2 separate regions of the Mus musculus genome follow, and region 2 is linked to region 1. A link is a contact called in public Micro-C data. All regions are on one chromosome and are shown on one strand. The core of a region is the stretch at or near the end of the contact, and the rest is flanking DNA. Distances in the headings are between cores, read along the strand shown. Region 1 holds the start of Nbn (nibrin). Region 2 has its middle 58 kb from the start of Osgin2.

Region 1 (3,815 bases), core at 828-3,327:
ACCACCTAAAGCCATGCCTGGGTCCATGGCCCTGCAGCAGTGGGGACCTGTGTTGATTTGCATGGACCATGTTACCACCAAAGGTCATGTGGTCATCCCTGGTCTAGGCTGCCAGCTAGGGCCATGCTGATGCCATGCCAAGGGCTGTGCAGAGCTGGCTCCACCCCTCAGCACCTATGGCACTTTGGAGCTGTCAGGCTGACCAACTCAGCTACAATCCAGGCCAGATCCAGTGCTTTGAGTTGGTTTACCTCAACATCTACCCCATTGATGAGCTGTTGGCGCTCAGGAACAAGCTGGTCCTCTAGATCCAAAGATGCAAGACCTCCACAGCAAAGGGCAACAACCGGATATCCAAGAAGATCCAGTATTGATAGTATAGCAGGAGACAGAGGACTCAAACCAGACCAACTCATAGCAATGAACATTTGCAAGGAAAGCTGTTCGGCCAAGAGGGTATATATACTACATGACACACTGAAGTTTTCAGGGTGAGATTTTGTTTTGTTTTCTTTTGTGAGGGGAAGGTTGCAAGGGCAGAGGGTGGAGGGTGGATATGGAGGGATGAGGAGATGAGCTGTTGAAGTGCATGGTATGAAACTCCCAAAGAATCAATAAAACGCTAAAATAAAGTTGTAAATCAGCAACTGGTGGAGTAATAGCAGACATGTGGGTGACCTGCGGAATTTGGAGACATGGGCTTCTATTACACTTGGAAGAGTAATTATCACAATTAGACAAACAGGAAGAGTCCAGCAGATCCCTGGCATCCTTCTGAACCGTTTGAGTTAAGTACTGTCAATGAGATTTCTGTTTGCTTTATTTCATTTTTGAGAGGAAGTCTCACTACGCTGCCTAACTAAGCTGTCCTCAAACTCAACGTCCACCAGCCTCGGCTTCTCAGGAGCTGGGATTACAGGCAGGAACTATCACACTCAGTTTAGCAGAGAGGAACTTGAACGGTTTCAAGGTAGATACATAAATATTCTGTGAGTTTCTACTGTAACCACCTTACTTGAAAACTAATCCCTTAGCGTCTGATTCCGAAATGCATCTCTGATATTGGTTCTAGAAGCATATTTTATTCTGCTATCATGTTAATAAAGTGCTACCCAGGTGAGTACTGAACTACAGCCTAAAAGCACATGAGAGGCGCTCATGTAGCTCGCAGGCTTCAAACTTAGGTAGTTGATAACTTTTAACTCCGGATCCTCCTTCCTCCACCTCCCAAGTGCTGGGATGCCTGCGCCACCACCTCTAGAAAATTTCTATTTTACAGACACTCATAGACTTAGCTAGGCTCAAGGCTAATTATTCAGAGTCCTCTAAGTTGCGTTCTATCCTTGCAGTGCCCCAACCCACATAGATAATCTTTCAGACTTTATCCTTCCCCTTATACTGTTAGTAAACTGCATCTTCTTAAAGTTCCCCGCAAACAAGATAGAGTCGCAGGCAAGTGCATAATCTCCCATCACCAGTGACTAAATAAGGAGACAACCACTTAACACGTGATAACTTTCACTGCGTAAAAAAATGTGTGGGCGGAGGACTCTTCCCCGAGGGGAAATTCTGAAAACTTTAAAGCGGCCCCGTGGTGTCGCGTGATTTCTCCTAACTACGCTCCGGTCTGCGTGCGTCCCCAGCCTTGGCTGGGCGCCTGGGCAACTCCGCGTGGTTCTTCCCCTCGGTTCGCAGCCTAGCTGGAGCCGGTCTAACCTGGGCACGCACACCCCAACGCCCGAAGTACGGTGGGCTGCCATCCCGGTTCCCACCACCCAGCTTCCGTGTCCAGTCAGCCCCGGCCGCCTAGGCGTCCGCCGGAAGGCGAGAAGGACGGACCGGAAGCGCAGGCGCGCTCTACTGCTTCCCAGCCCCCACCGCCCCGCGGCCGCTCCCGGGAAAGAACTCCCCGCCGCCTCCTTAACGCGCCTACCTGGAGCCGCACCGGCGGCCGGGAGCAGCTTCCACATGGGGCCGGCGTCTCAGAACCCCGCGACGTGCGACGCCAACCGCAGCTGCCCAGCCTGCGCGGTCACCGGGCTGCACCGGCGCGGGCTCCGGGACGTGCGCGTTCCCAGGACTCTGACAAGTTCTTCGGAAAGGCGGGAACCGGCCAGAGCGCGCCGCTGACGGGGGCGCCACCTAGTGCTGAAGATGCAGCAGTGCAGCGCGGAAAGCGTCCTGGCAGGAATGTGATGGACCGAACTGGACGCTTTAATCAATGAACTGTGATGTTTAAAAAGCTCGGAAGTAATGTGGATTTTAAACTAGATGTATCAAAGTGCTGTTGAGTGTATTATTTTCTGTATTTTCAAAAGTTACATCATGTGTAGTATCAGTCAAGATGAAGATTTCATGTCAAAATATGTTTAATCTTTTCCACTGTATCCTGAGTGTATTATACCAGAACCATGTTTACATCTTTATACAATGTCAGGATTTACTGAATAACAATAAGTCCACAAGCTTTTTGCCAAGTAGTCCCAATTTCCCTTAATAGTTGACCACTGGCAAACAGTTTTTTTTTAAAGATTTATTTATTTATTATATGTAAGTACACTGTAGCTGTCTTCAGACACTTAAGAAGAGGACATAACAGATGGTTATGAGCCACCATGTGGTTGCTGGGATTTGAACTCATGACCTCTGGAAGAGCTGTCAGTGCTCTTAACCGCTGAGCCATCCATCTCCCCCCACTTTTAATTATGTATTTATTTTATGTATATGAGTACACTGTAGCTGTCTTCAGCCACACCAGAAGAGGGCATCGAATCCCATTACAGATGGTTGTGAGCCGCCATGTGGTTGCTGGGAATTGAACTCAGGACCTTTAGAAGAGCAGTTAATGCTCTTCACCACTGAGCCATTTCTCCAGCACTGACAAATGGGTTTTTTAATCCAGTTGTAATATTAATAAATCATACATTAAGGGTGTGTGTCCATTAAAGAATGACTTCAACTTCTGGGTGTGGTGATGCACACCTTTAATCCCAGCATTCGGAAGGCAGAGGCAGGTGAGTCTCTGAGTTCAAGGCCACCCTGGTCTACACAGAGAAATCCTATCCAAAAAAAAAAAAAAGAATGACTGCAATAGAGTTACAGAAACACAGCAAGAGACATCAAAGGATCTGGGAAGCTAAAGTATGGAGCTGAAACAGCTACAAGCAGAGTAGATGAGCTCTTACAGAGCATGAATGCATCATTGTTTTGATTGTCAGCACAGAAATCTTCCCACATAGTTGTAATTAACTGTTAGATTACATGTGATATATAGGAAAATGTAAGTGATATTTAAACAGTTGTCTGGTTCTATTGTTTAAAGAAAAATAATCTATACATGTTCTGCAGAAATACTTTTAAAATAGTATTTTTGGTCTGTGTTTGCTAGAATCTGGAAACACATAGAATCTAACACTTAGTGGACAATCAACCATTTACGCTAAGGGACCTCTTCCTTTATATGCAACATAGAGAGCTGAGCTTGAAAATTAAGCTTGCTGTTGTTTTGTTTTGTTGGGAGAGTCTCATTATGTAGCCATGGTTTGCCTGGAACTCTATGTAGACCAGGCTGACCTTGAACTAATAGAGATGTGCCTGCCTCTGCCTCCCAAGCACTAGGATTAAAGGTGTGTGCCACCAGGCCCAGCTCAGTTGCTAAGCTTCTTATTCTTAATTGTGCCTATACTGCAATGCTGTGAGGCACTGAAGACTCATTTCAACCACTTTCCTCACCCCAGAAGATATGAGCCTTGATTTAATCCAAATCAAAAATGTCCACAAGGTACTGCATATTGGCTTTTATAAAGCTAACACAG
Region 2 (3,665 bases), core at 1,050-3,549, 110 kb before region 1:
TTTCCTTTGGTGGTCTTTTAACTATAGACTTAAGGTGTTTCTCAGGCTAAATCTGTAAGACCAATTATTTTGTAAACTTAAAAAGGTTCCCATAAGCTCCAGGAAATCCATTCAGATCTACCTCTCATGAATCAAGTGGACCCCTGATAATCAATACCCTAAGTTTCCACCTGTTGCATATTTCAGAGGGTGGATGTGGGATCCTGAAAGGTAGCCTGTTTCTTCATTGGGCTAAGGCTTGAAACCCCAGAAACACTGAAGGGATGGTAGGTGCTTCGCTGTTCCAGGCTCTGTCACTAGTCACAGACCCTTCCCCCCCCCCCCCCCCATAGATTTGTAGCCATCAATCACATAAGGGCAATGCCCCAAGCCCCTCCACATATAGAGGATATGACCTGTGGTCACGTAAGCTCAAGACAAATCTCCATTTTAATGGGGTACCTAAAGGCCTGGAGGGCTTAGCCAATAAGCTTTCCTGCCCAGACACTCCTCCCTGCAAAAGGTATTTAACCTCAGGCCCACCCTGGGAAGTGGGGTATGGTTTTACACATCCACTTTCTGCCATGAAATAAATGCCTTAACACCATGGATTGGCTCTTTTCATCGGGATCTGCTGTGGGGACCCATGGAGAAGGCCTTGACCTATAAAGCCACTGTCTAATCTCACGTAGAAGGCCTCTCTGCTCTCTTAGCCACAACTACCACCAAGGCCAAGCCTGCTGCCTCTGTCAAGCCAAGTACTCTCCCCTTGGAACCAGCCGAAGCTACCCCTTCCCCCCGACCCCAGGCTAGATCCTGCCTACAGGCCCCCACTCTGTTCTCTGCTCTTCTCAGGCTCCCAGGGATGCCTGCGTGTCCAAGAGCCTGAGAACCAGATGGCCCCGGCCTCATCGCTGGCCTGGGGACCCCTGAACCAGCTCTGCCATGGTGCTTGTTCCTCCTCCCCAACGTCCATGTCCTGTGGCAGAGCAGACACAGGACCCACAACGCCACAGGTTCCCACCCTCCCCCTGTTCCCTGGTTTGGGGATTCTCCTCCCCCCAACCACCAAGACCATGAGCCTAAAGGCTTCAAATACATACCCAAGAAAAAGATTTGTTCCCAAACTTACTTAAACTTTATTTTCTGTCTCTAATATGTATGTATTTCAGTTTCTTGCAAAGTCCAGGCATTTTCTCAAAATCTGCTCTACCTTCACAGACACTTCTACTGCACCTGCACTTTCCTAGCCTCAGATGATTCCACAGACCCTGGGCAGCAATGAAACAGCCAGCTCTCCCGCGACTTGACCAACAGCCCGTTCCCAGTTTTCTTAGGTTCCCAAAAGACACAGTGATCACCCCAACGTCAGCAGGAAGTAATTAAAGAACACGACGACCCCATTTCTGCCCCACCATCCCTTCTTTCTAGTTCCTCATTTTTAAATTAAACTCAAATAGAGGAATGTTGGCATTTCGTCTAGGCTCTGCCTAACAGTTACCTAGCAACAGCCAGGTAGGAGCCTGCTCACTATAAGAAGGGCTGTTTGGCTTCCATCTGTGTGTCTCTATCTCAGTCTCTTTCTGTCTTTCTGTCTCTCTCCCTATGTTATCTTTCACTTCCTCTCTCTTCCTCTCTCTTTCCATCTACTCTTTCTCCTTCCCTCTCTCTCTCTTCCCCACATGTCCCTAGCCGGCCTCTTCCCTTCTTTTTTTCTTCCCCTCTCCTCTCCCTCTCTGTCCTTTTCTGTCCCCCTCCCTTCTCAGTCTCTATCCCCTTCTCCAGGTCCCAAATAAACTTCCTTTATACTAGGCATGTGCACGGCTTAACTGTTCAGGGCTACACCTTGGCAGGGCCCGCTGAGATAAAACACAACAGTAACTGATACTCAAAATTGTTTCGAGGAGTTAACGGTTCATACTGCTATAAAGCTGTGAGTGCTGGGCCCTGGGACTGGCTTGCAAGAAAAAATGGAAGAGTTTGGAGGTATGGGCTAGAGAAACTTTAACAGACTCTAAGCAGAGCTTAATAGGAAATCCCAGTGGGTCTTTGGAAGACCACAGTGCTGGTGGGAATATGAAGAGTGTAGACTGCACTGGTGAGGTTTCAGATGAGAATGACGGCCCTCTGGGAAAGTAATGACCACTTGTTCTACATACTGAGAAAGAAAGCTATTCATTCTTTTGGTTTGGGTTTTGGTTTTGGTTTTGGTTTTGGTTTTGGTTTTGCTTCACAGAGGATCACAGCTAAAAGAACCCTCAGTCTGAGTAGAGACATGGAACTTGAGACTTTTGAATCATGTTAAGACTGCTGGGGCCCTTGAAGCTGCACCCGATGTACTTTGCATGGGATGACACTGAGCTCAGGGGTGCCTGTGGCAACATGGTATAGGGTGAGTCATAAATACCTTCCACATGCTCTCAGCATCTGTAATTATTTCAAAGACTGGGAACCCAGTAGAAGGTGGAGAAAATGGGTAACTGGGGACAGGGCTTTGAAGGTTATACCTGTTTCTGGTACAGGCTGCTATTTCTGCTTCTTGGTCTGCTTCATAAAAGAAAACTCTTACAACATGCCCCACTGAGCCTTCCCTGCTATGATCTGCTGAGATGCCCTGACACAGTGAGCCAGAACAAATCATTCTCTCAGTCATTGCTTCTGCCATGTATTTTGTCTCAGTAAACAGAAAAGTAGCTAATACTTTAATGAGATAATATTTAAACTGAGTTTTAAAAGGTATGATGCGGGGGGAGGGGGCACTGGAAAGATGGTTCAGTGGTTAAGCATACTGACTGCTCTTCCAGACATCCTGAGTTCAATTCCCAGCAATCACGTGGTGGCTCGCAACCATTGGCAATGGGATCTGATGCCCTCTTCTGGTATATCTGAAGAGAGCAACAGTGAACTCATTATATAGAACAGATAAATAAATCTTTAAAAAATCTGAGACTGCCCACCTGGGGATCCATTCCATATACAGTCACCAAACACAGATGCTATTGCAGATCCCGTAAAGTGCTTGCTCACAGGAGCCTGATATGGCTGTCTCCTGAGAGGCTCTACCAGAGCCTGACAAATACTGAGGTGGATGCTCGCAGCCAACTATTGGACTGAGTGCAGGGTCCCCGATGGAGGAGTTGGAGAAGGGACTGAAGAAGCTGAGGGGGTTTGCAGCCTCATGGAGGGAGCAACAGTGTCAACTGGCCAGATGCCCTGGAGCTCCTGGGGATTGGACCAAAGAGTACACATGGAGGGACCCATGGCTTTGACTGCATATGTGACAGAGGATGGCCTTGTTGGACATCAGTGGGAGGATCAGCCCTTGGGTTTGAGGGGGTTAGGTGCCCCAGTATAGGGGAATGACAGGACAGGAAGGCAGGAGTGGGTGGGTAGGTGGGGGAGCACCCTCATAGAGGTAGGGGGAGGGGAGCAGATAGGGAGTTTCTGGAGGGGAGACCTGGAAAAGGGATAACATTTAAAATGTAAATAAAAAAATATACAATAAAAATATCTGTATTTTTTTAAGGTATGACAGGGAGGAAGGACCCTAAGGAAAAGGAAAAGTGAGGGTACCAATATATACAACACGTAAAAATATATAGAAATCAAAACTATAAAAATGAGATAAAAGAAGATCATTACATAATGATAAAGGAGTATATCTGGAAGAATAATGTTATGAATGC

Evidence for each region. A called contact is a pair of places that touch in the nucleus more often than the background predicts.
Region 2: a Micro-C map of macrophages shows a contact between it and region 1, with 3 times the contacts expected there. The contact joins the enhancer-like site here to the promoter of Nbn in region 1. A contact is called at or near these places in 11 of 39 promoter capture datasets (the 3T3-L1 cell line, 3T3-L1-derived adipocytes, the C10 cell line and 5 more), 1 of 15 datasets of contacts at CTCF or cohesin (pro-B cells), 7 of 484 Hi-C or Micro-C datasets (the HPC-7 cell line, the N1E-115 cell line, cerebral cortex and 4 more), 7 of 115 datasets of contacts at active chromatin or transcription factors (bone marrow-derived macrophages, cardiomyocytes, effector CD8 T cells and 4 more) and 3 of 9 other capture datasets (adipose tissue, liver and macrophages).

Annotation. Positions count from the first base shown.
Region 1 is chr4:15,956,229-15,960,043 of GRCm38.p6, reverse strand. It overlaps Nbn (nibrin), which reads right to left and starts at 2,077. Exons shown (of 16, transcript NM_013752.3): 1 at 1,934-2,077. The coding sequence starts at 1,970.
Region 2 is chr4:16,070,050-16,073,714 of GRCm38.p6, reverse strand. No RefSeq gene overlaps it. Among named protein-coding and RNA genes, the nearest start is that of Osgin2, 58 kb to the right of the region's middle. Within about 2 kb of position 2,299, at least 33 of the 459 cell types and tissues checked have an H3K27ac peak or open chromatin away from gene starts, as enhancers often do. A contact at or near this core is called in effector CD8 T cells, macrophages and memory CD8 T cells, where this site is marked.